2 separate regions of the Pan troglodytes genome follow, and region 1 is linked to region 2. A link is a contact called in public Hi-C data. All regions are on one chromosome and are shown on one strand. The core of a region is the stretch at or near the end of the contact, and the rest is flanking DNA. Distances in the headings are between cores, read along the strand shown.

The links. A called contact is a pair of places that touch in the nucleus more often than the background predicts.
Region 1: a Hi-C map of induced pluripotent stem cells shows a contact between it and region 2, with 2.2 times the contacts expected there. The contact joins two enhancer-like sites. A contact is called at or near these places in 2 of 7 Hi-C or Micro-C datasets (induced pluripotent stem cells and stem cell-derived neural progenitor cells).

The regions. Positions count from the first base shown.
Region 1 is chr1:180,402,328-180,405,027 of NHGRI_mPanTro3-v2.0_pri, forward strand. All of the region lies in intron 8 of FAF1 (Fas associated factor 1), which reads left to right. Among named protein-coding and RNA genes, the nearest start is that of DMRTA2, 200 kb to the right of the region's middle. Within about 2 kb of position 1,279, at least 9 of the 24 cell types and tissues checked have an H3K27ac peak or open chromatin away from gene starts, as enhancers often do. A contact at or near this core is called in induced pluripotent stem cells, where this site is marked.
Region 2 is chr1:180,322,779-180,325,478 of NHGRI_mPanTro3-v2.0_pri, forward strand. The region is part of intron 7 of FAF1 (Fas associated factor 1); the gene reads left to right. Among named protein-coding and RNA genes, the nearest start is that of FAF1, 260 kb to the left of the region's middle. Within about 2 kb of position 1,358, at least 11 of the 24 cell types and tissues checked have an H3K27ac peak or open chromatin away from gene starts, as enhancers often do. A contact at or near this core is called in induced pluripotent stem cells, where this site is marked.

The DNA of each region.
Region 1 (2,700 bases), core at 29-2,528, 79 kb after region 2:
CTGCAACCTCCACCTCCCGAATTCAAGTGATTTCCTGCCTCAGCTTCCTGAGTAGCTGGGATTACAGGCACCTGCCACCATGCCTGGCTAGTTTTTGTATTTTTAGTGGAGACTGGGTTTCACCATACTGGCCAGGCTGGTCTCGAACTTCCGACCTCAGGCCATCTGCCTGCCTTGGCCTCCCATAGTGCTGGGATTACAGGCGTGAGCCACTGCGCCTGGCCAGCAGGGGAATCTTTCTAGGGAGCAAGACAGACAGGAGTGTGGTCGGCACGGAGCCCAGGAGCTTTTGTGTGCTGGTCAGCTCTGGCAGAGATTAGCCATAGACACCCACCATCCAGGGCTCCTCATCTTCCTCTAGGAGGTGCTGGCCCCAGGTAACCTCCAACCTAAGAAAGATCGGGGCTGGGCCAGGTGCAGTGCCTCACTCCTGTAATCTCAGCACTTTGGGAGGCCGAGGCGGGTGGATCACCTGAGCTCAGGAGTTCGAGACCACCCAGGGCAACATGGTGAAACCCCGTCTCTATTAAAAATACAAAAAAATTAACTGTGTGGTGGTGCGCCCCTGTAGTCCCAGGTATTTGGGAGGCTGAGGCAGGAGAACCACTTGAGCCCCAGAGGCGAAGGTTGCAGTGAGCCGAGATCCCGCCACTACACTCCAGCTTGGGCTACAGAGTGAGACTCCATCTCAAAAAAAAAAAAAAGAAGAAGAAGAAGAAAAAAAGAAAGATCGGGGCTAACTTCCCCGTAAGACTGGGGCATATCTTTTCTGCAAGCCCTCCTGCTCACTGGCTCCTGCGAAGGCCCATTCCTAGCTGCCTTGCAGGAGTGTGTACACAGCACCCCCTCTGCAGCCCAGCCAGAGTGCATTGTTCCTCCTGAGTATTTTCCCAGTGACTCAGGAGCACATCAGAAACCCCAGCACAGCCATAACCCCACCCTGAGCTGTGGGACTTCCTGGTACTTCCAGGGCTGTGGCATGTAGCTTAGGAGTATGGAGCCAAGATCTAAGGCCAACACTTGAGCAGGGGAGGAGCCCCCACCATCAGAGGACTGAGAACTAGGGTAGGAGCAGGGTGTGCCTCCCTCCACAGGGCTGGTCCGGAAAGTGTGCGGCATATCTCCCTGCTCCAGCCTCTGCCTGAGGGGGCCCCATGGCCCGGAACACCTAACAAAAGAAAATGTGGGCACAGTGCCAGTGACTGGAAGGGGCACCCCCAAGGCTCAGAAGCAGACCTGGTGAGGGAGCCATCTCCTTCCCTCCCACACCACAGAGCACACCTGAGAATGCAAGAAAGTACAAAAGATCTATGTGGCTGGATATTTGCCTAGCTACTGGCCATTACTCTTAAGCACCATCTACTGGATCGCAGCTCAAACTGCAAAAACAAAAATTATCCTGCTAATATATACACCTGTGAAACCAAGTGCAAGAATTCACCCACACGTAAAGAATCAACACAAGAACTCTGGCAGTTGAAAAAGCCAGTGTCCCCTTACCTCCAGACAAGTCCACTAGTTTCCCAACAATGGTTCTTAACCATTCCAAAATGACTGCAATGACAGACACAGAATTGAGAATCTGGATGTCAAGGAAGTGCATTGAGATTCAGGAGAAAATTGAAACCCAATCCAAGGAATCTAGCAAAATGATCCAAGAGCTGAAAGATGAAATAGCCATTTTAAGAAAGAACCAAACTGAATTTCTAGAGCTGCTAAGTTTACTACAAGAATTTCATAATACAATACAAGTATGAACAACAGAATAGACCAAGAGGAGGAAAGACTCTCAGAGCTCAAAGACTGGTTCTTCAAATCAACTCATTCAGACAAAAATAAATTTAAATTTAAAATTTAAAACAATGAACAAAACCTCCAAGAAATGTGGGATTATCTTAAGAGACCAAATCTAGGCTGGACACGGTGGCTCACGCCTATAATCCCAGCACTTTGGGAGGCCGAGGCGGGCGGATCACGAGGTCAGGAGTTCAAGACCAACCTGGCCAACATAGTGAAACCCTGTCTTTACTAAAAATACAAAAATTAGCCAGGCGTGGTGGTGGGCACCTGTAGTCCCAGCTACTTGGGAAGTTGAGGCAAGAGAGTCGCTTGAACCTGGAAGGCAGAGGTTGCAGTGAGCCGAGATTGTGCCATTGCACTCCAGCCTGGGAGACAGAGCAAGACTCTGTCTCAAAAAAAAAAAAAAAAAAAAAAAAAAAAAGAGAGAGAGAGAGACCAAATCTACTATTCATTGGCATTTTTAAGAGAGAAGGAGAGAGAATAAGCAACTTGGAAAATATATTTGAGGATATAGTCCATGAAAATTTCCCTAATCTCACTACAAAAATTGATATGCAAATCCAGGAAATACAGAGAACCCTGGTTAGATACTATATGAGATGACCATCCCCAAGGCATGTACTCATCAGATTCACCAAGGTCAATGTAAAAGAAAAAATCTTAAAGGCAGCTAGAGAGAATGGTCAAGTCATATACAGAGAGAACCCAATCAGGCTAGACAACCCCGTTAGCAGCAGGCCTGTGAGCACAAACCCTACAAGCTAAAAGAGATTTGGGGCCTATATTCAGCATCCTTAAATAAATTTCAACCAAGAATTTCATATCCCAGCAAACTAAGCTTTATAAGTGAAGGAGAAACAAAATCCTTCTCAGACAAATGCTGAGGGAATGTGTTTCAAA
Region 2 (2,700 bases), core at 108-2,607:
TATACCAATCCTTAAAAATAATCTGGGCTAAATAATCATAAGGCTAACTCTGATTCTGAACATTTGAACCTAACGTCGGATTTTGTGTGTTGTGTCTATTTTTCTACTTGCTACTTTCTTAACTTGCTTGACTAGCGTATATTTTGGACTATTCTCCTTTAATGCTGGTGGCCAGTAACAGTAATTAAAATATGTAGTCTTTCACAGATTGTGCTAATTATTGATGTTCTAGTAGTGGGTTGACTATAACTCCTTAACTAACATGTCCTTTCTGTAAATGTTTTAAAGTATTGGGTGTTTTTTTTGGTTTGTTTGTTTTGTTTTCCAGTATGGGGAGGGTTGGGGTTGCTGGCACAGAACTGAAGTAAGAGTAGGGTAACTGAGAATGTGCATATGCAAGAGGGTAAATTAAGTTGTGTGCTTATTTAATTAAAAGTGTAAGTGGTTTGTTTTTACTGCAAGATAAATGGCATATATTGGATCAATTAGAATGAACCAATTTAATTAACATATATTATAGTTTGATTTTTTAAAATTTGAAATCATGAATGACATTTTAGCAAGAATGAAAGAGATAATTTCTTCTGCAACTGGGCAGTGAATTCAAGCCTTTATTCAGCTTTCAGAAAAGACGATTATGCATCTTTTAAATATGCATATATATTATTAGTTTCAAGTTGCATTTGAAAACTGAGATCTGTTGAAATCATACCACTTCAAATGAATATAAATCAGTAGGGATCATTTTATAAATATTGAGGTTTCCTGTGATTCTTAACAAATTATCCCCTGAAGTAATAAATTTAATATTTATAATGCAGCTCTTTGGAACTGACAAGTCTTTTCCCCTCTCTGGAACTATTTTAGAATAATCTGGATTGGATATCTTTTTTGGCCCATATAAGTATTTGTCTACCTGCATTTCAAGACGATAGAAGCAATGACATTTTAAGAATTAAGAACAGTCTTTAGCCTTTTGTTACTTAAGATATGTGTATCAAACATGATAGCTGACCACATTTCATCATCTGTGATTTATGTGTTGGTAGTTTTGAAATGCCTGGGTTAAGAGAAATTACGTTCAGTTATCAGAAACTAATAAACATAAGATTTTTTTATATGCAAGAAAAGGCAGAGAGTAAATAATTGCACTGGTGACCAATACTGTAATAATCCTGTTTTACAATATGCACTTGACAGGTTGTAATAGTGCTAATTGAAGAGACTAATTCACACTTGCTTCATTCTATTCAAAGGCAAAATCAGCAGCTTGTTTTGCTTTTGACCAGATGGTCCTCATGAACACCTACTGTGCACTTTAAGTGCTTTACTAGAATTACAAAGGCCGGGGGCTGCGTTCGACTCCAAATGATTTGAGAAGAGAGAGAGAGAGGGGGGAAAAGAACCTCTGTGCTCAATGGATTTGGTGCAAGTAAATTAATTCTAGTGGACCCATTACACACTGAGCCCCCTTTTCAAAGCTCTGAGCCTCCTCGCTTGCTCTGTAGCAATGAGAAAGAGAAAGGCAGATTACTGCAAACAGAAATAAAAAAAAAAGGGGGGGTATGAAAGGGAGAAAAGAGGCCTTGAAGCCTTTCATATCATTTGAGTTTTTCAAGTGCGTTATTTTTGGGGAGGGTGGATGTATGAAAAGCCAATTGGAGTTTTTTTTGTTTTAAAGTGCGCTATTTAAGCACCATGAATATAGGCGCAAGAGCAACAGTTGACTGAGTTTACTGTGGTGAAGCTTTGTGTCCGAGGATGAATCAAATTCATTATATTCAACTCTTTGTGTTTTAACATGAATGTAGGGTTAGTTTCACAAGACTGTGTCTGTTTAGGATAATTATAATTTAATATTTTCCTTTCATAAAGTTATCACTGTAGATGTCTAAAATTTTAATCAAAGCAGATTTTGTACATTGACTTTGAAGCACCCTGACAGTTTAAAATTCAAAGGAAAGCTTTTTTAGTTTTCAAAAGAAAAGGAAGGCTCATTCTAATGGCATTGAAGCAGAGATTATTATAACTAATTAGAAGTCACACATCTGTTAGCTTTTGGTTTGTGACTTACTTATGTATTTTTTGAGTAAAATATATACTTTAAAAATATATTGCTGTTATTGTGTGAACCTAAAGGGATAAAATGCACTTAAAAGAGAACCATTTATTTGAGCCAACCATTTTTTGCAAATCTCTAGATGGTCCTATAAAAATATGTAATGTAATAAAGTACATTAAGTGTGAATTGCAGTTGTATAATTAATAATCTTACTTTGGAATATGCTTTCAAACAATATTTTCACACAGTTCTGTTATCATAATTCTGATTATTAACCAAAGTTATGAGATTAAAAAAACCTGTCCAGTTTGTACAAATTTATAGTTATTCCTTATCCTTAAAGCTGTTCATGTATAGTACTGTAATTTGGAATACTAAGACTGTGAAATAATTAGTTCTTATTGTAAACTATGTGGGTTAGGATACAAGGAATCAAATTTAGGAATATACATCACCTGCTTTTTATGTTTTTGTAGTTCTAAATTTAATTCTTGTGATATATTTTAGTGGCATTGTTTACTTTTGTTTGATGGCATATATTACCGCCACCATGTTCATTTTAATTTTAATTATAGCTATTATCAAAGAATACAACAAAATCATACCAATAGTTCATCATGATAATTGTAAATGTTTCA